Linked DNA regions of Mus musculus: all the other regions are linked to region 5. A link is a contact called in public promoter capture Hi-C data. All regions are on one chromosome and are shown on one strand. Each heading gives the region's core, a stretch centred on a gene start, on an enhancer-like site or on the middle of the called end of the contact. The rest is flanking DNA. Distances are from core to core; before and after follow the strand shown. Region 1 holds the start of Junb (jun B proto-oncogene). Region 2 holds the start of Trir (telomerase RNA component interacting RNase). Region 3 holds the start of Ptger1 (prostaglandin E receptor 1 (subtype EP1)). Region 4 holds the start of Dhps (deoxyhypusine synthase). Region 5 holds the start of Ccdc130 (coiled-coil domain containing 130). Region 6 holds the start of Syce2 (synaptonemal complex central element protein 2). Region 7 holds the start of Dnase2a (deoxyribonuclease II alpha).

Region 1 (3,517 bases), core at 189-2,688, 710 kb after region 5:
CCCATCGCCTGCCCCCCTCACCCCAGTGGGGGGCAGGCGCCCAGCCTTCAAGGCTGGGGGTGTCCGTATGGGGCAAGGGAGGCTCTCAGAAGGCGTGTCCCTTGACCCCTAGCAGCAACTGGCAGCCGTTGCTGACATGGGTCATGACCTTCTGCTTGAGCTGCGCCACTTGCTCCCGTAGGAGACCGGCAGCACTCGACAGCCCCGCGTTCTCAGCCTTGAGTGTCTTCACCTTGTCCTCCAGGCGCGCGATGCGCTCCAGCTTCCGCTTCCGGCACTTGGTGGCCGCCAGCCTGTTCCGCAGCCGCTTTCGCTCCACTTTGATGCGCTCCTGGTCTTCCATGTTGATGGGGGACACAGGCGGCGTGGCGTCGCGGCTGCGTGCCTCCGGTACGGTCTGCGGTTCCTCTTTAAAGGCGGAAGCGCCGCGACTCAAGCCCAGCTGTGCCGGGTGGCCGCCCGCAAAGGGTGGTGCATGTGGGAGGTAGCTGATGGTGGCCGTCGGGTATGAGCTCCCAGTCCCGACGGCGGTCCCGGAGCCTCCAGAGGGTGCAGAGGCTGGGGAGTAACTGCTGAGGTTGGTGTAGACGGGAGGCGGCTCCGGACCAGCATAGACGCCCCCTGGGCCGGCCTGGGGACCCCCGCTGGCGCCCAGGGACACGTTGGGGGGCGTCACGTGGTTCATCTTGTGCAGGTCGTCCAGGGCTTTGACAAAACCGTCCGCAAAGCCCTCCTGCTCCTCGGTGACGCCGCCCCCTGTACCTCCACCGCTGCCACCCCCACGGGGGTAAAAGTACTGTCCCGGAGGCGTGGGCGTCGTCGTGATCACGCCGTTGCTGTTGGGGACGATCAAGCGCTCCAGTTCCGTGGAGGCTAGCTTCAGAGATGCGCCTGTGTCTGATCCCTGACCCGAAAAGTAGCTGCCTGCCCCACTGCCCTCCGGGCCTGGACCCCGCGCCCCAGGACCCTTGAGACCCCGATAGGGATCCGCCAGGTTGAGCGCCAAGGTGGGTTTCAGGAGTTTGTAGTCGTGTAGAGACAGGCTGCCAGGGCTCCGACCGTATCCCGCCGCTGCGTAAGAGTCGTCGTGATAGAAAGGCTGTTCCATTTTCGTGCACATCCGGGCGGCCTGGGCGATCTGGGAAAGGTCCCCCTGAAGGGCCGCCCCGGGCCTCGCTGCGGCGAGCGGCGAGCTGTCCTCGGCTGTGGCAGGACCCGGTGTCCGGTCGCGCGTCCTCGGGAGCTGGAGACGGTCAGCAGCGGCCAGTTGGCAGCTGTGCGTAAAGGCGCTGCTGGGCTTCCGGAGATTTTCTCTCCCTCCGTGGTGCGCCTGCTTTCTCGGCGTCGCTTCCCTCAGTTCCCCGCTCCCAGCAGGATCCTACGCTGGCCTGGCCACCCTCAAAGTCCCCAGTGCTCGGCCCCAGCCCCAAGCTTTTATACTGAATTTGTCAGCTGCGGAAGTGCACTCCGATTGGCCGACGCGGGAGCCAGGCCCCCGCGGCCCCCTCCTAGAGCGTGGGGAAGGGGAGGAGGCGGCTCGCGTCACTGTCAGGAAGCGCGTGTCCTTGTAAACAGCGGCCACGAGCCGGGTGGCTCTGCGCGGCTGCAGGGGGAGGGGCTGTGGAGACAGAGACACACAAGCAAAGGGATGTTGAGGGGCCGAGGCACATAGGGGCTAGAACTGCGGGAGTACAGCCAGGTGCTTATGAGATACACTGCAAGTGGAGATTGGATACCTTAGGATATCCCCGGAAAAGTCTCGTGGGACCCAGGGTAGCTGTGGCTTGTGAACTGACAATACAGTAGAAGACCCCAGAAAACAGAGAAGATACAAAACAGGGGCAATTGTTAACATTTGGCCTAGGAATTAACCAGAGGTCCCGGGTACAAAGTGCTTAAAGAACTGGAATTGTCAGTTGGGAGGAAAGGGCCAAGACACAACAGGGCTCAGGTACCTATTGTACAAGAAATGAGTAGGGGCTCTAGAGTCCATAGATGAGTCTGAGGGTTTCCCCATAAGTGGAAAAGGGAAGGAATTTTGGGGAGGTCAATTTAGATATTCAGAACAAAGGTCCTGGGGACGCTGAGGTAATCGGAGTAGAAAGATGGGAACATATCTAGCAAAGGTTGGGGTCATTGTGGATATTTGCAGAACTCTGGCAGAGAATTAAAATGGTCACGACATAGCTTCCTTCCGAGCTATGAAGGCAATGACAGGAGGGTATCTGAGATCTTCCTGAGAAGATGACTCGGAGGATCCCAGAGACCAGGACTTGTACGAATGAGGCTGTACCTCGTAGGTGGTCCCTAGGGCACTGACATGCCCAGTACCTCAGCCCAAAGCCCTCCCTTAGTCACCCGGGGCTCGCCCGATATCCTGTCAGCTTTTGGAGGGCCGATGGGGCGGGATAGCTGGGGTGCGGTCGCCCAACCCCACTCCCTTCCTTAGAAACAGGCTAGGGAAAGAGAGCCGAGGCAGGAAGTGTGGCAACAGCCCCGAGGGGGAAAGAGCCCGGCCCTGTCTCGTCATTGTGAGCCTAGGGGATGGTGCACCCTACCCTGGGCCTGCCAAATTCTGCGCCTGGGAAGAGGAACCTCGGCAAGCGACCCTTGGGGAAGTCACAACCCAGCTACAGACGCTTCTAGTCATAGTCTGATCTCCCCCATCTAGAAATGGTTCAGCCTGCAACCATCGGCGACTAATAAGCCTGGCAGCCGAGGACTGTTCCATTGGCCGGCTGGAGGGGGATGCAGCCTGGGAGCGGGGCCTCGTCACCAAGGCAACAGGCTGGAGTCCGTGAATTAGATTGGGGGCGGGGCACCCCCCCCTGAATTTCTCTCCCCAGCACCCATATTAGGGCACAGGAAGAGGTGGGACCAGTGCAGTCTTGGGGCGGCAAACTAAGAGCCAGGAACTCGAGGTAGCTGCCAGGTCCCAGGGCGCGCCCGGGCCCCCGGACGGCTAGTCCGGACCAGCCTCCACCGCCACCCCCGGGCTCCCCCGCCCCCCGGCGGCCTGACCCAGCCTCTCGGAACAGCTCTGGGGCTGAGTCCTGTCCCGCCCGGCCAGGTTGGACCCAGCCTGGCAGGTCCCCGCCTGCCCGAGGGCCTGGGTCGGACTTTGCCCCTGGCCCGTCGGGGCGCGGAGGGGGCGGGGTAATGCTTTCGGGCATCCCTGGCGCCTGGGCAGGCTGGTACAGAGCTGCCTCCTCCCCTGGGTATGTGCCCTTCCCTTCTACCAGAAGGTCTAGGGTCCCCATTCCCTACCACTTATCTTTGAAGTCTGAATACTCTTCTCATCTACGTCCACTTCAGTCGGGGGTGAGCTACCTTCCAATACATAGAATACCTAAAGGAAGTAGCCCCCTTCTTCCCACCCAAGTAAAAGGGCAAAAATCGCAAATCGAGAAAAATGCGAGAACACAAAGCCCCTTCTCCAGGAATGGGAAGGTAGAGGTTTACATAGCCGGCCTTGCAGTTAGGTAGGTGGGACTTCAAGTAGTGTGGGAGCAACCTG
Region 2 (3,732 bases), core at 62-2,561, 760 kb after region 5:
TGATTGGGCCCTGAGTCTTGCGGCACTCTTTTCATTGGATGAATCTTGTCTTACTTCCACTAGTCACGCTCAAGTCCCTGCAGGCGTCAACCTCTCCTTAGCAACCAGGCAAACATCCTGGCCAAGCTTTTTGCGTGAAGTTAGAGCAGAGGTAGCTCTTGATTCCATAGGCTCAGTTTCCTGATTATCATTTCCCCCTTACTTTCTGTGTTGGACCTCAACATCTCTTCCGGTCCTCCAGTTACCCAGTTGGTTGTGAGCCACATGGTTTCTGTCGCAAACCAATTACGAACGAACTGGTTATTTGGCTGAGGGTCGATTAAAAGACTCCATTTGCTGCAGAGTATGCAGACTTTCCCCCTGTGTTCCCGGAACTCCCATGTTGGGCAGGAATGATTCCTGCAACAAGTCGTCCTTGTAGAAAGAACTTTAATTTCTGAAACTCTTATTGCGCTTGGCACTCTGCTTTCTCTCTGGGTGTGCTCCAAGTTCAGCAAATGCAATTTTAATCGAGTCCCTGTCCTTGGGAAAGAATACAAGGGTCCTTAGTCCCTTCATGCAGTACGCAGCTCAAAACATTAAGTCTTAGGTTCTCAGCCTGGAAATACGTTCGGCTTCATTTTAGTGCTCCAGCCTCTTTAAATACTAATCTCAGGCAGTGTCTAGCTGCACGCAGCCAGCGGTTTTCTTTCTTTCTTTCTTTCTTTTTGGTTTTTCGAGACAGGGTTTCTTTGTGTAGCCCTGGCTGTCCTGGAACTCACTTTGTAGACCAGGCTGGCCTCGAACTCAGAAATCCGCCTGCCTCTGCCTCCTGAGTGCTGGGATTAAAGGCGTGCGCCACCACGCCCCGCTGCCAGCGGTATTTTTATTTCAAGCTAAGAGATTAACTTCAGAGACAGATGTCAAACCTGGAGATGCTTCCATTCTAATAGGAGGTATCAAGTTAGATATGCTTTGTAGACCTAGTTAGGGGCCACACAAGTTCCCAAGGGACAATTGAAAACACAGGCTCCAAACAAGATCCGTTCAGTTACAGAGTTCTGGTGGCTGCCTGGGATTGTTCTCTTAGCCCTTACAGGGGGCCTGGGTCCCAAACGATGGTCCCATTCTCGGGGAGCTTCTGGCTGCTTAGCTAACTCGTATCTAGCAGGATTAGGGAACCGAGGACCAGAAGGAAAGGGACCGGCTTCTGGGCTCCATCGCCTGGTGGCCAGGTCAGAACCCTTTGGCCCCACCTAAGCTCCGCCCACTCTGCGTTGGCTTCTGGGTTCCGACCTCTCTTCCCAGCATGCATTGCTCCAGACGAAGCCAGTCCCGCGCCAAGCGCGCGGTCTGAGAGCCTTTCCCGACGTCCTTTGCACGGCATCTGGCCACAAAATGGCTGCCCGAGGGAGACGGGCGGAGCCTCCGGGTCGGGAGGCGCCCGGCCCGGCGGGCAGCGGCAGGAGCCGATGGGCTGAGTCGGGACCGGGAACGTCACCCGAGAGTGGGGACGACGAGGTGTCGGGCTCGAGTCCGGTGTCCAGCGGTGTGAACTTGTTTGCCAACGATGGCAGCTTCCTGGAGCTGTTCAAGCGGAAGATGGAGGAGGAGCAGCGGCAGCGGCAGGAGGAGCCACCCCCGGGCCCGCAGCGACCCGATCCACCGGCCTCCGCCGCGGCGGGCCCAGGGAATCCGAAGAGGAAGGGCGGCCCAGGCCCCACGCTCAGCTTCGTAAGGAGCCGCGGGGGTGGGGGCGGGCGCCGGGGCCCGCGTTGGCTGGGGGAGTCGGGCCCGGGAAGGGGCGTCATGGTCCAAGGCAGTCCTCCGCCCGGCTGCCTGGACGGTCCCGGTCGCTTGCTGAGAATCTCGAGCCTGGATTCCGGACCAGAGGTGTTTCTGGGCGGGAATGGGAATCCTTAGATCTCATTCGTGGGACCTGAGAACCGGGAAATTGCATTGGAAGCAGCGCTCTGGGGTTAGGGGGCCCTAGATGCTAGGATTCCCGTTTGATTTGTACCCAGACTTTGAATAGTGAGGCCCACATATAATGTGGGGGAAAAAGAGGAGACACATTTAAATCCCGAGTCTGCTGTAATCGTTAGACTCGACTCGGACCACGGACCGTAGCCGGGCGTGGTGGTACACGCCTTGTATTACAAGCACTCCGGATGCAAGAAGAGGAGAATTCGAAAAAGTGAGACCTTGTCCCAACTAAACAAAACCAACCAACCAATAACAAAAAGCAAATCACCGACTTTGTGGCCTTAGCAAGATCAATCGATTCCTTTCTTTATTATTTAACTAATGTCCATTTATTTAGCACCTTATCTTGTGCTGAGTATTTATTGGTGGTGTCTTTGACAGAAAAGAACGTTGTTTGTTTGGAGTGTGGGTGGCCTATCCTGATTTTCTGTAGTTCTAATAATTGAGATTTTGATGTATTTCATGAAGTGGTCCTAGGAAAGTCAGAACAGACTCTTAAAGAACAAGACCAGTGGTTCTCTACTGGGAGCAAGTCTCTTCATCCTCATGTATTTGGTAAAGTCTGTAGACATTTTGGTTGTCAAACTCTTAAGAGGAGATGCTAGTGACATCTATAGGTAGATAGCAGGGATGCTCTTCTGTATCCTATAACGCAAGGGATAACAAAGAATGATCTAGCTGAAAATGTCAAGTGTCATGTTGAGGAGCCTCGGGTTAAATAAGTTGGACATATACTCTGTTAGTTTTGAGCTTGCTTTGTCTCTGATGTTGAGACCTTGTAGTGGGGAGGAAGAAATGTTGGTTTGAGAATAACAGACTGTGGGTCAAATCTTGGATCCAGTTCTGTGGTTTGGGGTAAGGCTTAAGTTTGTTTAGGTCTTAAAAGGGGGTGTGTGTGAGCCTCCAAAGTGGCACATACATGGAATCCTAGCACTGTGGTGCTTGAGGCAGGAGGATTGCAGAGTCTGAACAAAGGTTACATTGTTTCTAAAAACAACACAGTGTGTGTGTGTGTGTGTGTGTGTGTGTGTGTGTGTGTGTGTGTGTGTCCAGTAGTGTGTGCCTGTAGTATCAGCTACTCAGGAGCTGAGAAAGGATCTGACGTGAAAGGATCTGACGTCCAGAATGAGTTCAGAGCCAGCCTGAGCAACTTAGTGAGACCCCGTCTCAGAAACGAGATCTGGGGATTTAACTCAGCAGAAGATCGCTTTGAATGCATGGGATCCTAGATTCCACCTGCAGTATTGCACAAAAGCGATTGTGGGAATAGTCCAGCAGTCACTGCCTAGTTAAAGGGTAAGAACAGGATAATCTCTTGAAGGCCCCCAGTTAAAGGGAGAACATGGGGCCAGGGTGAAAACCCAGAGCCAGACTGTTCTTAGAGGAAGTGGAAAGTAACAGGGCCTGGGTTGATGTGACAGTCCAGGAATAGGAGCAACAGTGGTGTCACTGCCTCTTTGACTTATTCCTGAGTAGCCATTGTCATTATATTCCTAAAAACGCCAGGCCAGCTCAGGGTAGGAGAATGAGGGATGCTTTGTGGTTCAGGGTGCTCCCGCTGGCCTTGCACATCTGATCCTGAGTCTGTTGTTGGCAGCCTGTCCTATTTCTCCCAGAAACTTGTCTTTATTTCTAAAAGGAGATAGTTATTACCTTCAAATAGCATAACTGTGAATATGAGAGGAGATACCACGGTCACAGCGCTCTGTGTGGTCTGTAGGGCTCAATAGATAGTGAAGCTCAATAAAGGAAGCTGTGTGGTCCCTG
Region 3 (3,403 bases), core at 679-3,178, 600 kb before region 5:
AGGCTGGCCTTGAACTCACAGAGATCCACCTGCATCTGCATTCACAGTGCTGGGATTAAAGGTGTGCGTCACCACTCCCTGCTCTCCCTGCTTTCTTGACACCAGAAATGCAGAATGGCAATAATGCCTTCCCTTGGGCATCTCCCACCTGAGGGGAGCCCTCTCAGTTGGGGTCTGTTACCTCCCATTTGAGTGGACACTGCTGTGAACCCCGGTTCCTTGTCTTTAGACAATGAGGAGGGAGGGGGAGGGAGGCAGTGGGCTTTTGTGTCCACACACCCTCTCTTGGATATAGAGATTTTACTCTGGGAGCTGTTTGGCTCTGGGGAAGGAGGGGTGGCCAGGGAAAGAATGCAGCAGCTGAAATCTATCTCCTGGATTCCAAATTGAATTAGGAATTGGCTGCCCTGCTGCCCCCTCCCCCTGGCTGGAGGCCGTCAAGCTTCCAGGCAGTGCTGGAGTTTCTGGCTGGCTTGGGGTTCAGACCTGGTTCCCCACTCACCCAGGCCTCACATATGCTCCTCTTGTGTGAGAGCCCCCGTGTGTGGCAGCAAGGCCTGTTGCCCTGTTACCCTAGTTGTACTCAGGGGACAGGCATCCATGGCACAGTGCTTCACAGAGATGTAAACCTGCCAAGCTTGTTTTGACAGTCCATTTCATCCTAGGATTTAAGGAGATCAAGGAAAGGGTGGGGTGGGACCCTGGCCAGACTTGGGGAGAGGGGAGGCAATTGGAACAAGGGGAACCAGGCCAGAGGTCTCTCTCCAGCAACCATAGGAATGTTTGGGGTAAGCCCAGCAGAGATGCTGCAGGAAGGCTGAGTGGTACTGGTTCCCTGGTACCAGGCAGGAGATGGGTATCCTGGATATAGGACAGAAGCCCTGCAGATGGCTACTTGCTATCCCTGATCACAAGCCCATTTTCAGTACTGATAGTAGAACCCAGGGCTTCATACATGCTAAGGATGTGCTCTGTCACTGAATTGTAGCCCAGGTCCTATACTGGGGTCTCGCATGTCTGCTGGGAGCAGCTGGGACCATGTGTAGTGGGTGGTTGGTAGCCAGGTTGAACCAGAGCTGTGATTATTGTGGGTAAGCCTTGGGTGCAGTGAGTTTCAGGGAGCTGTGTTCAGTGTGTGCATGGGTCTCTGGTGTATTCTTTCTTTTTTTTGGGGGGGGGGATTCAGGATAAACAGGCCTTAGAGATGTGATTATGTGTCTCAGGACAAGTTCTCGGGGTCCATGGGCATTGGTTTAAGGGAGACTACATCAGGAGGTGTGCTCTGGGGCTGGGAACAGACTTACAGTGACAGTGAGATTTACACCCAGTGCTGAGGTAAGCATCAGTTTCATATGGGGGAGGGGGGATAGATGTTACAGTCAGCAATGGTGAGTGCTATCCAGTGTTTACTCCCCATTATGACTAAGCTGACAGTGGCTGCATGTGTGCCCCTTTTCAAGACAGAAGGTGAGACATAGCTATGGATGCAGGGTGCCCTATGAATTGCCTACCTCCCCATAAGGCAGGATACAGATGATAGCCTGGCTCCCCTGAGTCATTTAGCCACCTCTCTTCACCTAGGATGACTCCCTGTTGCCCTGGTCTAGGCTGCCCACCTCTGCCCAACTGTGACAACCATAAAGGCAAGGGTAGGAGGCATTGCTAGCTCCCATCACACCCAGGCAACTCCCAACCCCTCAAGTCCAATGAGGACAACACTCCTCCACACACACACTCACTCTCCTGCCCCCCCCCGCCCCCCACGGGAACTCATAGCCCTTCCAGCCTGCCCCAGGCGATGCTCACATTTTCCAGTGTTTAGATTTTATCCACTTTATTAATGAGGCGGGCAAGAGGCCCGGGTGAGGGTGTGGGGGTTTGCTCCTGCCCCGCTGAGAGGAGGGGGGTCACAGAGACCAAACCAATTCAGAGAACCTCAGTCCTTGGCGGGAAGGAGCTGGGCCCAGTTGCCCTGACTGTTGCCAGCAGTTTTGCCCACTCAAGGCTCCCAGCCCCAGAGAGCAGACATGCATGGGGTGGAGCAGCCCCTGGAGGCCAGTGAAGTGCGGGTGGAGGCGGCACGGAGCCGAGGAGCCGCCCCAGGAAGAGGGAGCGGCCTGCCGGGAGCCAGGGAGTAGCTGGAGCAGGCAGCAGGAGCCAAGTTCCAGGCCATGGGGACCCTGCATCCTGAGCAGCACTGGGTAAGAAGCTGGGACATTGAGGATAGCAAGCCAAAGAAGGCTAGCTATAGCCCTCCTGCTCTCTTGCTGTTTAATGGCTCTCAGTCCTAGGCTGTCCATCTCCTCTCAACTAGAGAATGGGCAAGCCGGGGGCGGTTCAAATAGGGGTATGGGATGGGCATCTGAATGAGGCAATGCCAGACTGGTGAGAGATTGCCATGGAGACAAGAGAGGGCAACAGAGATGGGATTCTGGAAAAGAGCTGGGCCCATGGGATCTGAGAGCACCATAGAGTTCAGAGATGGGTTCGGGGTAGCAGGGGTCTGTGGGGACAGAGAGGACCACGGAGACCAGAGATGTGGCATAGAGGCCTTGGGGCACAAGAACGGGTCTATAGGTGTAGAGATGGGTTGTTTGGGGAAGAGATCTAACTGCAGATTGGATCAGTCTCTGGAGACAGGCACACGGCCATTGGAAGAGATGAACTATAAGTGGTGGCGTTGTTGGAACAGGGACATCAAGGACAGAGTTAAAAGGTGACCAAAGCTAGTTGTGGTGTGAGCCTTTAATCCCAAGACACAGGAGGCATAGGCAGGTGGATCTTTTGAATTTAAGGTTAGCCTGGCCAGTTCCAGGGCAAGCCAAGGAGACTTCTGAAAACGGAGAGATGGGCAGGCAGACACGAAAGTGGAAATTGGGATCAGAAATGGGCAAGGGTCTATCCCATGGGATCATGGACCAGGAAACTGATGGGGTGGAAACGTGGAGGTGGGGGTGGGGTGGAGATGAGACTAGATACCCGGGACCCGTGCCAGGTCAGTCAAGACCCCCAGCAGATACGAGGGCAGAATGAAGCCAGACACGAGATGGGGCCAGTGACAGGTGAATAGGATCTGAAATGGAGCAGCTAGGGTCATGTGGCGGTGCCCTGGGCACAGAAGGTTGGGACCCTACCTCACTGTGCCCTCTTCTTATCTACGCAGCCCTCTTGGCCACTGATATGAGCCCCTGCGGGCTTAACCTGAGCCTAGCGGATGAGGCAGCAACGTGCGCAACACCCAGGCTCCCCAATACATCTGTGGTGCTGCCAACAGGCGATAATGGCACATCACCAGCGCTGCCTATCTTCTCCATGACGCTGGGTGCTGTGTCCAACGTGCTGGCGCTGGCGCTGCTGGCCCAGGTTGCAGGCCGAATGCGGCGGCGCCGCTCGGCTGCCACCT
Region 4 (3,704 bases), core at 28-2,527, 800 kb after region 5:
TACTGGGCACTGATGGCAGATATTGGTTAAATGAAGGGGATCGTTGGAAAAATAGTGTCTCTGAAGTCTTTATGTAATAGGAATTTTCTGGGTCTTCTGGTCTTGGCAGTTTTCACCAATCACCTTTTCCTTCAGCTCAGGTTACCAACTCCTCCTCCTCCTCTTCAGAGAGAGAGAGAGAGAGATTGATTGATTGATTGTAGGCCAGAGGACAACCTCATATGTCACTCTCAGAAGACATTCACCTGGTCCTCAAGCCTGTGTTATGACCTTGTGCATGCATGGCCTGCTGTGGCGGTCAGAAGAGAATGTATGGGAATCCAGACTCTTCTTCTATCGTAAGCCTTTGGCTACTGAGTCATTCTGCAGGCCCCATCCCAAGGATCTGCCTGTCTCTGCTTCCCCAGAGCTGGAATTACTGGTATTGTCAACCCCCAAGCCCCTTGAGTTCTGGTAATTGAACGCACATATACAATCCACACTCTTGCTTTTTCAAAAAGCAAGGACCATACTAACATCTATTTCCCTAGCCACACAGGTCCCTTTTGTTAAGACAGGGTCCTGCTCTCTATCGTTCAGCCTGGCCTGGAACTCGAGATTCTTCTGCCTCGACCTCTGGATTGCAGTGTGTCCCAAGCCTGGTTTAATCACTAAACCATTTTCTGTTTCATCATACTATGGTCACCGGGAGGTCAGAGGTCTTGTCCATTGCTAAATCTCAGCTTCCAGCAGAGAGCACTATTTCTAGTCTAGACTACACAAACCAGAAGAAGGGGTGCCCCTGTCCTAGGCTCAGTGTATCATTAAGAGGATGCATGATAGATTCTCAGCAAGCTTCTCGTGGTAAATAGATGGCAGTCATCCCTGCCTCCCCAGAGGCCCATGATCCAGTTAAAATTGAGCTATGGCTGGAGGGGGAAAAGAGGAGGCAACAAAGTTTGTGGAGACTGGAAGAAGCATCAAAAGAAAACACTATTCCATTTGACAAAAGGCTGCAACTCTTTTTTTTTTTTTTTTTTGCCTGATGCCCTAAGTCGTGTTCAAGGACACCGTCCAAGAAACAATCACTTCGCTCATGGGGGACAAGAATATTTGGACAGAGAGACAGCTTGCAAACTAGGCACTTCCCTATGCTTGAAGCTCAGTAACAGCTCCTGGACCACATGTACGGAACACAGGGATAAAATGGCGGCTACCAGGACGGCGGGCGCTGCCCAAGGTCACGAGACCAAGTGACTTCCGGTTTCGTCGCCCCACGCCCCCAAGGCTCTCGAGTCGCACTTCCTGGGCTCCGGCCGACCTCGCTGAGGGATTTTGCGGGTCTCAGGGCGCCGAGGCTGCTGAGACCTGAGAGCGGCCGCGAGCACATGGAAGGGACCCCGCCAGGGGCGGCGCCCTCCTCGGCGCTGGCCGCCGTGCTCAAGCACAGCTCAGCGTTGCCGCCCGAGAGCGCCCAGGTCCAAGGCTACGACTTCAACCGCGGCGTAGATTACCATGCGCTTCTGGACGCCTACCGCACCACCGGCTTCCAGGCTACCAACTTCGGGCGCGCGGTGCAGCAAGTCAACGCCATGGTGAGGCGCGGGGCCACCCGGGCGGGATGCCGGGCCGCTGCGCGCGGATTTCCGCGTGAGCGTCCGGGAGAGGGCGGAGTCCGGGTAAACTAGAGTTCTGCGATGGGTGGAGCTTGGAGTTAAAAATCCAAAAGGGCTTTGTAGGAGGAGCTTAACGCTAGGGGAGCCCGGGGTTCGATTTTCCCGGTGGAAGGAGACTTGAAGATACTGGGTGGTTCTCAAACCATCAAGTGACAGACCTGGACCTGGAATGGGAGGGTTAGGGTCTGCCCAGGGGTTGTGCTTTGGTTTTGTAGTAGTCTCCCTGAGTGCAATCAACCTCTGGAATCCAGGCCAGGTAGGGTACCTCAACTGAGGTTTGGAGTCTTAGTGCAACTTTCCTGTGCCCTTATGACCAGATTGAGAAAAAACTGGAGCCACTGGCTGTAGATGAAGATCATCACGCAGACCTGACTCAGAGCCGCCGCCCACTTACAGGCTGCACCATTTTCTTGGGCTATACTTCCAACCTCATCAGTTCAGGCATCCGGGAGACCATTCGATACCTCGTGCAGCACAACATGGTGGGTCCACGTTAGCTCTGGAACCCCAGCCTCCTTGGGCCAGTAGGAAAAAAAAAAAAAGGGTTATTTTTCAGTTAAGAGAAATGAAGAGGCTCAGAGATTATTTGCGGTCCTGTGAAAGATTTGGGTTTGCTTTTTAACAACCACATGGTGACTCAGAACCGTCTGTAATGGGATCTTTTGATGCCATTACAGATCTGGTGTGTCTGAAGAGAGGGACAGTGTATTCACATATATTAAATACATCTTTTAGTCTTTTTTGTTTTTGTTTTGTTTGAGACAGGGTTTCTCTGTATAGCCCTGGCTGTCCATCCTGGAACTCACTCTGTAGACCAGGCTGGCCTTGAACTCAGAAATTCTGCCTGCCTCTACCTCCCAAGTGCTGGGATTAAAGGCATGCACCACCACCGCCCAAAATAGATTAAAAAAAAAAAAGGGTGTGAGGAGATGGAGTATTGTTCTTTGACATCCCGGCAGTCCTCATGCCTCAGCCTCCTTTCCGAGTGCTGGGATCGCAAGACCGTGCCACTTTTTCTGGCTGTGGGTCTGCTTCAGGCAGAGGGAGGCCTGGCCTGGAGTTGGTTTTGTTGTAGCGCTCATGCTTAGGTCTGGATGAGCTCACCCAGGTTAGGTTGCTGCTTAGAAGGGGGGGTCAGTGTTGCCTGCGACCGACCACAGGTGGATGTATTGGTGACCACTGCTGGAGGTGTGGAAGAAGATCTCATCAAATGCCTGGCGCCCACATACCTTGGCGAGTTCAGCCTCAGGGGGAAGGAGCTCCGGGAGAGTGGGATCAACAGGTGAGGGAGGCTTTGAGTAGTGGTCGGGGCGGGGAAGCTGGGCAGAGGATCCCCGTGACCCATGCCCGCATGGCTCCCATTTCCAGGATTGGAAACCTGCTGGTGCCGAATGACAATTACTGCAAGTTTGAGGACTGGCTCATGCCCATTCTGGACCAGATGGTGCTGGAGCAGAACACAGAGGTGGGGCTGGAAGGGCTCGGGGACCTGCATAGTAAGAGTCAGAAGACATATGAGCTAATACGATATTCTCTCCCATGATAGGGTGTGAAGTGGACACCTTCCAAGATGATCTCCCGGCTTGGGAAGGAGATCAACAACCCAGACTCTGTGTATTATTGGGCCCATAAGGTGGGTTGGGTGGGGACGGTATTCCCAGGCTTTGGCTTGTACTGACTTTGTCTTTGTAGCTACCTGAGCGTCTCTATAATTATTCTTGGTCTCCCCAAATTAGACGAGGTGTATCACTTGATGGCAAGGTTCTCCTAGTTATGCCCCTACACTCCCGGGATTTAGTGTAGTACCCTAGAAGTCAGTGGGGCCTGACCCAGGGTACTGTGCACCCAGGGACAGTGCAGCACAAGAGTCTGGAAGTGACAAGCCAGTGCTCAGTGTGCCAGCACCTTCAAGCCATGTGTGGTTTTCCTCACTCTGCCTCCACATGTAGAACAGAGGGGTCATGTCCAGCAGAGAAATTGAGTGGCCTACACAGGTTGGGAGGGACGCCACTGGGTTGGGGGTCAGGGTTTTCCTGGGGTGTGAGCTGT
Region 5 (3,768 bases), core at 248-2,747:
ACTTCAATGCCCAGCCAGGTTTGCGAGGCACAGCTACCTGAGTTTAAATTCAAGCTCCATTCTTTACCAGCTGCGGACCTGGGTCTGACTGTTGTGGAGTGCCTGCTCATCGCCTGTCAGAAGAGAATACAGACCAGGGAGTGATGGTGTATGCCTTTAATCCCAGCATTCGGGGTGTGTGTGTGTGTGTGGAACCAGGAGGGTACACACTGAGTTCGAGACCAGTATGGTCCACAAAGCCAAGTTCCAAGCTAGCCAGAACCAGACAGGAAGACCCTGTCTCAAAAAGCAAAATCAAAACAAACAAAAATTAAAAACAGAGGGAAATGGGAGCGGGAGTGACTCTGGGGTTTGCTATAATGAAAAAGTGTATGGGCTGGTAGTGTGGACACCCAGCTTGAAGTGCTATGTGCTTGGGGTCTGCTTTACAATGTTGAACATGTTTGTTTTGGAGACATGCCTTTCTGTGTAATCCCGGCTGGCCTAGTACTCCAGATCTTCCAGCCTCAGCTTCTGAAGTCTTAAATGGCTAATCACCACAGGTAGTATCACAGCCAGATTACACCCAGTCTGCTCAGGTGGATGCACAGGGGCTCTTCTGTGCCAAGGGTCATTCCTGACCTCAAATGCCACAGCAGACCACAGCTTGGGCATCAATCTCCTCTCTGCTGCTTCCTAGCTGCCTGACTCTGGGCCAGGGGCTACCTGGATCCCAGTTTCTCCATTTGGGGAAAAAAAAAAGTTTTCTAAAGGATTCAGCCGCTGAGACTGCCTTTGGGAGTCATGACAGGTGTTAAGTATTGAGAAGAACAGGCATGGGACAAAGAAAAGTGACAATTTCAAATTTCTCCTACTTACTAACAACTATAAAAAATATTTTTGTTATGTGTATGTGTGTGCAGAAGTGAGTTCAGGTGACCGGAAAGGGTAGAGGGTTGGATTCTCTGGAGATACAGGCAGCTGTGAGCTCTGGGAACTGAACCCTGGTCCTCTGCTAGAGAGCAGGTCAAGTTCTTAACCGCGGAGCCACCTCGCCAGCCCCTTACAAATTACATTTATTTGTTCTGCGTGTGTTGGCAGAGTGTGCAACGAAGTGAGAATGTAGATCAGAGAACAGCCTACAAGAATCGATTCTTTCAACATGCTCAGGGGTCGAACTCTCATGTTGTCAGGTTTGGCCACAAGCGCCACTACCAGCTAAGCCACCTTGCCGGCCCCCAAGCTACTGTTCCCAAGCACTATGTTTCAATTCAGGCTAGGAGGGCTCATCTTCAGCATGAAGACGCCTAGAGGTGCCATTGGCCTAAAACGGAGGCTGGGCCCTGGGAACCCGCTCGCGTCCGCAGATACAGCATCTCCCGTGCCAGGACGCAGTGGTGGGATTGAGGACCTGCCACCCCCGTTGCCGTCGCGGACCGGTCCTCACCCCGTACCTACCTGCCCTCTCCCTGACGTCACGCCTCCACCAGCCCGGAAGCACACCCGGAGCCAGGAACCCGCAGAGCGCCCGCCTCTGCGGCCCAAAAGCGCCTGCGCAAGCTGGAGCGAGGCACTTTCGTCATCTTGATTGGCTGAGGCTATTGCAGACTGACCAATTCAGGCCTGTCTAGCCGTTAGAAGCCCCGCCCACCGGGAGTGGTCCAATTGGAGATGGCTTCCTCCCGGAAGATCTACTTTGGCACCGCCCAGCCCTCCCTGGCGGTTGCGTTTTCGAAGGAGCTGATTCGTCATTTTTAAGCTTTGATTTGACTGACGTTTGAGACCGGTTTTCTTGTATCCCAGTTTGACCCTGCATCTCATTATATTGCTGAAGATGACTCTGAATTTCTGACTCGCCTTGTGATATCCAAGTAGTGGGATTACCAATACAGCCCAGGCTATTTATTTATGGATTTTAAAAAATTATGTTTATGACCAGACGTGGTGGCCAACACCTTTAATCCCAACACTCTGGAGGCAGAGGCAGGTAGTCTACATAATCAAAGGCCTGTCAGGAGTACACTGTCTCAAAAAAATACATATGTATGTGTGTGGGTGAGTGCTAGTGTGCCACGACTGAGGGAAGTAGAGTCAGAGGGATATTTGTAGGTCTCTGGGCAAGTATGTGGTGCATACATATATGCAGCCAAAACACCTGTTCAGGTAAATAAATCTTAAAAGTACAAAGCAATGCCGGACGTGGTGGCTCACGCCTTTAATCCCAGCACTTGGGAGGCAGAGGCAGGTGGATTTCTGAGTTCGAGGCCAGCCTGATCTACAAAGTGAGTTCCAGGACAGTCAGGGCTATACAGAGAAACCCTGTCTCAAAAAACAAAACAAAACAAAAACCCAAAACAAAAAGTACAAAGCAAAGCCGGGGGACGGTGGCACACGCCTTTAATCGCAGCACTAGAGAGGCAGAGGCAGGTGGATCTCTGAATCTACAGAGTGAGTTCCAGGACAGCCAGGGCTACAGAGAGAAACCCTGACTCGAAAAAAATCTGCCCCCCCACCCCCACCAAAAAAGTAGAAAGCAGAAAAAAAGAGGTTTATTCAATGGTGGCACTTTAGAAAGCGATTCGGGGAAGGGACACTCTTAAGTTCTGGTGTGAGATCATGGTTTAAAGGTACAAGGATCTCACATCTAAGCAGTCTTGGTCAAGGTGTGGTCCCGCCCACCATTGACCCACCATTGTCTGGGCTTCAGTCTCATCCTGTAAGTTGGTCTGCAAAACCTAGAACTGGGTGAAATCTCTTTCCAGAAGACTTTCTCTTCCCCCTCTGGCTGGCGCCCTTTCTTTTGCCCACCATGAGATTCCTGGGGAAATTCCCATTTCTTTGGAGTTCATTATTTTATGGTCTGATAGATTGAGAGATGTGGGGACGAGTCTCTCTAGATATCTTCATTTCTGCCAGGTCTATTAAAAAATAAAAGGTTAGTAACATGGAAGATTCTTGAAGGCCCCTGAGCTCAGCTTTATATAAAGAGTCAATGACAGGGCGAGGGGACTCACAGTGTGAGCAGAGACTCTAGGGCCTGCTTTTGAGTCAACCCTTCTTATAAGCAACCCTGACACACACTCCTGTTTATAACCCTGGTAGGATGTCGTTTGTAGGACATCAGACTTCAGTGCAATGGTTACTTTGGTCTGTGTGGGTTCTCTTTCAAGGATGAGTAGATGTCTGTGTGCTGTATCCTCCCAGGAAAAAGTCTGTGGCAGTGAGAGAGGGGGAACCGCGAATTCAGAGATGACTTGGGAGGAGTGAGTTAGCCAGGCATGCATGAAGCTAACCCTCCTGAGGGGAGCATCAGAGGAGGCATTTCCGAAAAGCCGATAAGCCGGCCTTTCCTGTAGGGTGTTAGTGTACTTTATGCTGTAGCAGCAGTAGCAGGGTTCTTGTTATGGGTGTGAGCAACTAAGGCTGAGCTATCAGGAGTTGGAGCGTCCGTGGGAGGAATCCCAGGATGACAGTCTTTGTGTGGTCAGGTCCAGAAAAAGTCCATTTCCCCAAATTCCAAAAGTCAGAGGCACAAATGACTGTTTGTGGTGCCTATTACCACACCAAAGTACATGCTGGCCTCCAGGCTCCCTGAGTACCACAAGTGCCTGTTACACGTGTCCACCCTGGCCCTTATCATCTCTTCCCCAACCCTAAACTCTCCCCAGCTCACAGGCTTCCCCACCCCTAGCCAGTCTTTCTCCTTATAATATTGCTATTTCAGCTATACTCCCAGTCTCCCTCTCTCCCCCGTCTCTCTCCCCCACCTCTTTCTTTCTCTCTGTGTGG
Region 6 (3,535 bases), core at 192-2,691, 600 kb after region 5:
ATCTTAATCTGGGCACAGGAGTCCAAGACCAATTGACCCCTGGAAAACCTGTCTAATCAATTACCTATATGAACCAGGCTCAGGAGGAACGGCAACTCTTTCCCTAGAGTTCCAGAATGATGGCTTCCAGATAATCAACCAGTGTACAAAGGCTAGCAGATCTGGCTTCCTCTCCTGGTGTTTGCAGGCTAGGATTGCTCACCCCCAGATTCTTCCTACCAAGACTAGCTGTGCTGTATTTAATAAATAGCTGAGGGTCCAGGTTGCAGCCATAGCATTAGAGAAGCCACCGGATCCCAGTTTCACTGTGTGTCTGTCCTTTCTTCATTCCCTCACATAGCATTTCAGGCCCCAAGCTGCTAGGGATGTAGCAGCAAAAACAGAAAGGGTTGAAAAGATGGCTCAGAGGTTAAGTACTGGTTTGTCCTGCAGAGGACCAAGTCTAATTTTAAGCACCCATATGGTGGCTCACAATTGTAATTCCAGCCTCAGGGGACCTGAACCTCTTTTCTGGCCACTATGGGCACTATGCACACACGTAGTATAGAAATAAATATATGCAGTCAAAACACCCACACCCGTAAAAATGTGTATTAAAAAACCACTTAAACACAAGAGATCCCTCTAGATGGCTCAGTGGGTACAGGTGCTTGCCTAGTCTGATGACCTGAGTTGCATCTCCATGACCCACACGGTGGAAGGAGATTGTGGACTCGTTCAGGCTGTCCTCTGACTTCCACACTCCCGGAGTGGATGGCACATAGGCATGCACAAAATAGGTCAAACGTAAAACAAAAATAAAATTCAGCTCATCGATGAAGAGCATCAGGGAACAGGAATTAGGTTTTCAAAATCCATGCCAGGAGGCTTATAACTAGGGGATCTGATGCCCTCTTCTGGCCTTAGTTGGAAGGTGCCCAAAAGTAGTTTAAATCATATATAACATGTAAATAAAATAAAATGAAGGTTGTTCCTAGGTGGTGCCTGCCTTCAATTCCAAGGCAGAGAGGCAAGCTGATCTCAGAGTTCTAGGTCAGCCTGGTTTACAGAGTCCTAGGCTGGGACATAGTGGAACCCTGTTCCAAAAGAATTTGATCTGGGCACTAGTGGCGCATACTTTTGATCCCAGCACTCTAGCCGCAGAGGCAGGAGAGTGTGAGTTTGAGGCCAGTCTGATGTACAGAGCTAGTTCTAGGACAGTCAGGGAAACACTGAGAAACCCTGTCTTAAAAAGACACTGCCGCCACACAAACTGTAGATCGAAGGGGCGGAACTCTGACGCAGTGTGAATTCCTCAAACTCTTGAGGGCCACAGGTGACCCCGAGTCCCGCACCTACGCATTATGAGCTCAGACGCCCACCGGTCCATACAACACAAATCCGTCTGTTACCACATAGCACCAGCATAGCCCAAAAGGCAGAGCCAGTTCGGAGGGCCTTCGAGTTCGCCGCCCCCGGGGGGGGGGGGGCGGGGGCGGGGCCAGGGCGCGTTTCATTCAGCACGTGCTCGGGGCGGGGCGTGCAGGGGGCGTGGCGTGCGCAGAGGGCGCTGAGGCGGGAAAAGACGGAATGGAGCGCCACGGAGTGAGTGCGGTGCGGTTTCCCGTGTGCGGGCGGCGGGAGGCGGGCGACGGGGCTTAGGGCCGCGGGGAACAGAGACTTCCTCCACACATTCGAACCCGGGCCCTGTTCCCCGCGGTTGGAGCCGCCTCTTGCCGGGAGAGGCGAGGTTTCCTGACTAACGAGACGGTGGGGCCTGGTGGACGAGGCTGTGAGGGGGTGCGGTGCGCTTCAGGAGCTGGTCGAAGACAGCACACGGTGTAGACCAGGCCGGGCCTCGAACCCTCAGCGGTTGCCTGCCTCCGCCTCCCGAGGCTGAGGAGGGGTTCGAGGCGTGTGCCACACTCGGCCTCCTTTTAACTACTCTCCGCGGGAAGGTGTTAGCGCGCCCCCCATTGCGGCCCCGAGGGTCCTGACCCCGGGGCCTCCCTGCTAGCGCGTCCCTTTTGAGCTTCCCCACCCCGCCTCTCAGAGCTGGCTGCGCTCGCAGGTGGCCGCGCCTCCCGTGGAGTTAAAGGACCAGGAGCCGCCGGCGATTGTGGAGAGCGGAGAGCATCGGCAGAGTGAGAACCACGAGGAGACGCCCGGCTCAGTGGCCCCGAGGTGAGGAGTGACAGGCCCAGCTGCCCTTCCGGGGCCCCGCCTTGGTCACGTAGGTCATTCCACGTGGTCTGCCCTGGGCCTTGGTCCACGGGTGATTTAACACCTTCCAGGTTGGTGTTTTATGAAGCCGCAGAGGACAAGTGGAGCACCGTGGCGGGCCCGGCCTAGGTGTCCTCGTGAGGACAGCCATGAGACAGACCTCATATAGAGGAAGTTTACTGGCGAGAAGGGAGAGGTGGAGGAAAATAGAGAGCGAGAGCGAAAGAGGGAGGAAATGGAAAGATGGAGAGAGAGGGAAGATGGAGAGAGAGGAGGGGAGGGGAGACAGACACCAGAGCCAAATAGTCCTTACCTGTGAGCCAGGGTCTTACCTGGCTGTTGCTAGGTAACTCTTGGGCGGAGCCTACAGGAAATGCTAACAACAGGTGCCCACATTGGTTCTGGGTACTGGCAGTCTCCTTTTGATATCCACAAGGTTTAATTTCAGGATGCATAGAATCCTCATGTTTAGACTCATTTTCTCTTGGTTTTTGTTTTTCTTTCTTTTTCTTTTTTCTTTTTTTTTTTTTTTGGAGACAGGGTTTCTCTGTGTAACTCTGGCTGTCCTGGAACACACTATGTAGACCAGGCTGGCCACGAACTCAGAAACCCACCTGCTTCTACCTCCCAAGTGCTGGGATTAAAGGCATGTGCCACTGCTGCCCGGCTAGTTTCTCAATTCTTTTGTGGATTTATATGTGTGTGTGTTTTATTTAAGACATCAACAGAAAAGGGGTGAAAAAAGCTGGGCATAGTGGCACGTGCCTTTTATTTCCGCACTCCAGAGGCTGAGAGGAAGGCAGGGCTCTAAGCTCAAGGCCAGCCTGGTCTACAAAGTAAGTTCCAAGGCAGCCAGGCAGCCAGGGCTACGCTGAGAAACACTGTCTTGAAAAACCAAAACCAAAAAAATAAGACATCAACAGCCAGGCTTGGCGGCATAAACCTTTGATCCCAGCATGGTCTATATAGTGAGGCACTCAAAAGACACCAAAATCAAAGTCACTTAGATTTTCTCCAATATTCTAATTTTGTGATTTTTTTTTCATTTATTTAGATATGTGATCCACTCTGCATTTTCTACTTTGTTTGCTCTCTTGCTTTTTTGCTGTATAGAGGATGGAACCCAGTGTGCTTGTATGCGTGGTAGATGAGCACCCTGTCACTGAATGTACATTCCCAGTTGCTGAAACCTGCATGTGTTTGGATTTGACCTTGACTGGTCTGACAAAGGAATAAAGAAAGGACAGGCACCTGTACAAAAAACCACACGGGATTGAGTGGGCCATATGCCCTGCTGGAGGCACACCAGCCGCAGTCCTGAAACTTGGTTCAT
Region 7 (3,410 bases), core at 439-2,938, 640 kb after region 5:
CAAGGGTGACCCAGCTGGGGTGGCCCATTCACTGGGAATCCCAGCACGTGTGATGCTGGGACTGGAGAATGGTAAGTTATAGGTTAGCCCGGGCCACAGAGTGAGAGCTTGCTAAAAAAAACAAAAGCAGGAGGGAAGGTGTGGTGGTGGCTGGAGAGATGGTTCAGTGGTTATAAGCACCTTTTGCAGAGGCCCTGACTTCAGGTCCCAGCACCCGCATAGTGCTTACCTATTAACACTGTGGCTTACCCTTGAACTCCTGATCTTCCTGTCTTTACCGTCCAAGTGTTCAAATCACAGGGGTGCTCATGCACGTCGTACGTACGTGTAAATGCACGAGCACATGGCATTCAGGTCCCAGCACCTGTAACTCCAACTCCTGGGATCTAACACTTATGGGTGTCTGCACAGCCTACATCTGATACATGCAAACTGGCATAGGCACACACACACAGATACACATTTAAAAAAAGGTAAAAGCTGGAGACTGGCTCATATTTATAATCCCAGCATCCTTCAGGAAGCTGAGCAAAAGTTGAGAGTTCCAGGCTAACCTGAGCTACAATGAGATCCTGTCTTAAAAAAAAGAGAAGGGCCGATAAGATGACTCAGCCTTTAAGGGTGCTTGCTCTCAAGCTCGCTGCCCTGAGTTTGACCTCCAAATCCCATCTGGTGAAAGGAGAAGCTCCCACACACTGTCCTGTCCTCCACTTGCATGCTGTGCCATGTGCTCGTGCATTTACACGTACGTACGACGTGCATGAGCACCCCTGTGATTTGAACACTTGGACGGTAAAGACAGGAAGATCAGGAGTTCAAGGGTAAGCCACAGTGTTAAGAGGTCAGAGAAGGGGGGGGAGGGGACCAGGAAAAATTGTTGCATTGTTGCAAGCTTTAAAATTGCTGCATTCTTTAAAATTGCTGCATGCGGGCTGGTGAGATGGCTCAGTGGGTAAGAGCACCCGACTGCTCTTCCGAAGGTCTGAAGTTCAAATCCCAGCAACCACATGGTGGCTCACAACCACCCGTAATGAGATCTGATGCCCTCTTCTGGTGTATCTGAAGACAACTACAGTGTACTTACATATAATAAATAAATAAATCTTTAAAAACAAATTGCTGCATGCTTTTAAAAAGCCTTCCAGAAGCAGAGGCCGGGGCAGGCAGATATCAGGGAGTTCCAGGCCAGCCAGGGGCACATAATGAGATCCTGTCTAAAAAAACAGAACGGGGGAAAGGAAAGAATTGGACCGGTCCAGGCACACAAGTGATGCACAAACATACATGTAGGCAAGACCATCCAAAAAGTTAAAAGAGTTGTAGAGCAGTAATGGAAAAGAAATAGAAAGACAGATTTGTTCCTAATTCAGAACCTGAATAAAAAACAAAACAAAAAAGCCCCAGAACTTGGAGCGCCTTAGAAGTCACGTGACAGCCAATGCCCAAGGGAGAGGCGTGTCCACGGATGAAGCCTATCCGGAGCTGAGTCGGCCAGAAGCGGGAGGACGGGGCGGGGAGGACATTGGAGGAGGCGGGGTCCGCTTGTGGGACAACTTCATAGGAAGCCCCGCCTCCGTATTGGGCCTGGCGGGCTTCGTCTCCACCCTCGCGAAGCCGGGACACAGATCTCTTCGGTTTTTAGGGGAAGTTCATCTGAATCTCGTGACCCGGCTGTCCCCGGGTCTTTTAGAGTCCATTGCTGTCGCCTCATGGCAACACTGAGATCGCTGCTGCTGGCTGCGCTGCTGTGGGTCCCTGCCGAAGCCCTGAGCTGCTATGGGGACTCCGGGCAGCCTGTGGATTGGTGAGTAAGTAGTCGCGGGACTGTCCCCCGCACACTGCCTGGGGACCGGCGCGGGAATCCAAAAAACCTCAGATTCCTTCTCTCCCCCAACCTCATGTCTTCACGGACCTCCAGGTTCGTGGTATACAAGCTGCCGGCTCACAGCGGGTCTAGGGATACTCCAAAGGGACTGACGTATAAATACATGGACCAGAACTCCGACGGTTGGCAAGACGGTGTAGGGTACATCAACAGCTCGGAGGGAGCCGTGGGCCGCAGCTTGCAGCCATTGTACCGAAAGAACTCCAGCCAGGTGACTTGAGTGCCGTCGGAACCCGGGCCGGGACACTGTGGTGGGTCTCGCGGGGAAGGGAGGGTAGTTACATAGCCTCTGTGCATTCTCCTAGCTGGCCTTTCTACTCTACAACGACCAACCTCCTAAATCCAGCTCAGCTCGGGACTCTACCGGCCATGGGCATACGAAGGGTGAGAGGCTTGGACTGGTGGTCGTGGAGCCTCCCTGAATTGTAAATTTTACCCTTACTAACCTTTGGCCTGATGAAGGGTGGGGATTTGCCCTGTCACTGGCCTCCGTTTCCCGCTCTAAGACCCCAGCCATCTGAGGCCCCGTACCTGCTTGCAGGTGAGCTAGCTTGACCTCTTCCTTCTGGTTCAGGTGTCCTGCTCCTGGACCAAGAAGGGGGCTTCTGGCTGGTCCACAGTGTGCCTCGCTTCCCACCCCCTGCGTCCTCTGGTGCATACACCTGGCCTCCTAATGCTCAAACCTTCGGCCAGACCCTACTCTGTGTGTCCCTCCCGTTCACTCAGTTTGCAAGGATTGGTGAGTTGAATCACTGAGAAGCCAAGCCTCAAACTCCTCTGAGGAACCAGTCTCACACGGCTCCCTCGCCTTGTCTTCTAGGCAAGCAGCTAACCTACACCTATCCCCTTGTCTATGACCACAAGCTGGAAGGCTTCTTCGCTCAGAAATTACCTGACCTAGAGACGGTGATCAAGAACCAACATGTCCTCCATGAGCCCTGGAATAGCAGTGTAATACTCACTTCCCAAGCTGGGGCCACCTTCCAGAGCTTTGCCAAATTTGGAAAATTTGGAGATGGTAAGCCTTGATGTTGAGGGGTGGGGGGAGGGCACTTTCGTTGTAGAAGGGGGTCCCTAGTATCCCTAGGCCTGCGGGCAACACATTTAGAGCCCAGATGTCTTTGGGAGTCATATTACAATAATAACTATGAGCAGTAAACAGCCAGCAGACGGGTTGGGCGGGTGATACATATCTGTGACCTCAGCACTGTGGGGGCGGAGATGGAAGCTTGAAGTCAGCCAAGACCTAGGTTCAAATGTTGGTTTCTGGATGTGTAATATACAATACAACCTGAGCCTGTTTGCTCACCTGAAAAATTAGGATATTAAGGGTTCCCTTAGTGGGTTGTGAAATAACACATAATTGTTTGGTAAGGATTCCCTTTAGGGGTGTGGGGAGGCAGGCCCTCACTGTGTATCCCTGGCTGGTCTGGAACTCTCAGAGAGCCATCTGCCTCTACTGTCTCAGCGCAGACTTTAAAGGCTCGAGTCTCCATGCCCAGCCTATGTGTTTGTGTAAGACCTC

What was found. Promoter capture Hi-C pulls out the DNA fragments that hold promoters and counts their contacts.
Region 1: a contact with region 5 is called in a promoter capture Hi-C map of pre-B cells. The contact joins the promoter of Junb here to the promoter of Ccdc130 in region 5. A contact is called at or near these places in 6 of 39 promoter capture datasets (the 3T3-L1 cell line, the SN4741 cell line, cranial neural crest and 3 more), 1 of 484 Hi-C or Micro-C datasets (forebrain) and 2 of 115 datasets of contacts at active chromatin or transcription factors (bone marrow-derived dendritic cells and bone marrow-derived macrophages).
Region 2: a promoter capture Hi-C map of pre-B cells shows a contact between it and region 5, with 3 times the contacts expected there. The contact joins the promoter of Trir here to the promoter of Ccdc130 in region 5. A contact is called at or near these places in 11 of 39 promoter capture datasets (the 3T3-L1 cell line, the C10 cell line, cranial neural crest and 6 more).
Region 3: a contact with region 5 is called in a promoter capture Hi-C map of liver, with 2.0 times the contacts expected there. The contact joins the promoter of Ptger1 here to the promoter of Ccdc130 in region 5. A contact is called at or near these places in 3 of 39 promoter capture datasets (liver, neutrophils and pre-B cells) and 1 of 9 other capture datasets (liver).
Region 4: a promoter capture Hi-C map of pre-B cells shows a contact between it and region 5, with 2.5 times the contacts expected there. The contact joins the promoter of Dhps here to the promoter of Ccdc130 in region 5. A contact is called at or near these places in 2 of 39 promoter capture datasets (erythroid cells and pre-B cells), 2 of 484 Hi-C or Micro-C datasets (B cells and CD4 T cells) and 1 of 115 datasets of contacts at active chromatin or transcription factors (bone marrow-derived macrophages).
Region 6: a promoter capture Hi-C map of cranial neural crest shows a contact between it and region 5. The contact joins the promoter of Syce2 here to the promoter of Ccdc130 in region 5. A contact is called at or near these places in 10 of 39 promoter capture datasets (the 3T3-L1 cell line, 3T3-L1-derived adipocytes, cranial neural crest and 4 more), 1 of 115 datasets of contacts at active chromatin or transcription factors (large pre-B cells) and 1 of 9 other capture datasets (liver).
Region 7: a promoter capture Hi-C map of liver shows a contact between it and region 5, with 4 times the contacts expected there. The contact joins the promoter of Dnase2a here to the promoter of Ccdc130 in region 5. A contact is called at or near these places in 6 of 39 promoter capture datasets (the 3T3-L1 cell line, cranial neural crest, liver and 2 more) and 1 of 115 datasets of contacts at active chromatin or transcription factors (microglia).

Annotation. Positions count from the first base shown.
Region 1 is chr8:84,977,310-84,980,826 of GRCm38.p6, forward strand. It overlaps Junb (jun B proto-oncogene), which reads right to left and starts at 1,439. Exons shown (of 1, transcript NM_008416.3): 1 at 1-1,439. The coding sequence starts at 1,120. The coding sequence ends at 86.
Region 2 is chr8:85,025,522-85,029,253 of GRCm38.p6, forward strand. Trir (telomerase RNA component interacting RNase) reads left to right here and starts at 1,312. Exons shown (of 3, transcript NM_026760.3): 1 at 1,312-1,713. The coding sequence starts at 1,378.
Region 3 is chr8:83,664,716-83,668,118 of GRCm38.p6, forward strand. It overlaps Ptger1 (prostaglandin E receptor 1 (subtype EP1)), which reads left to right and starts at 1,929. Exons shown (of 3, transcript NM_013641.3): 1 at 1,929-2,201; 2 at 3,164-3,403. The coding sequence starts at 3,181. It overlaps Gipc1 (GIPC PDZ domain containing family, member 1), which reads left to right. Exons shown (of 7, transcript NM_018771.3): 7 at 1-74. It also overlaps a transcript of Pkn1 not described here.
Region 4 is chr8:85,070,480-85,074,183 of GRCm38.p6, forward strand. Dhps (deoxyhypusine synthase) reads left to right here and starts at 1,278. Exons shown (of 9, transcript NM_001039514.1): 1 at 1,278-1,574; 2 at 1,973-2,137; 3 at 2,816-2,937; 4 at 3,024-3,120; 5 at 3,202-3,288. The coding sequence starts at 1,368.
Region 5 is chr8:84,268,905-84,272,672 of GRCm38.p6, forward strand. Ccdc130 (coiled-coil domain containing 130) reads right to left here and starts at 1,498. Exons shown (of 10, transcript NM_026350.3): 1 at 1,438-1,498.
Region 6 is chr8:84,870,670-84,874,204 of GRCm38.p6, forward strand. Syce2 (synaptonemal complex central element protein 2) reads left to right here and starts at 1,442. Exons shown (of 5, transcript NM_027954.3): 1 at 1,442-1,584; 2 at 2,051-2,163. The coding sequence starts at 1,570.
Region 7 is chr8:84,907,067-84,910,476 of GRCm38.p6, forward strand. It overlaps Dnase2a (deoxyribonuclease II alpha), which reads left to right and starts at 1,689. Exons shown (of 6, transcript NM_010062.4): 1 at 1,689-1,804; 2 at 1,919-2,096; 3 at 2,191-2,269; 4 at 2,460-2,624; 5 at 2,706-2,903. The coding sequence starts at 1,710.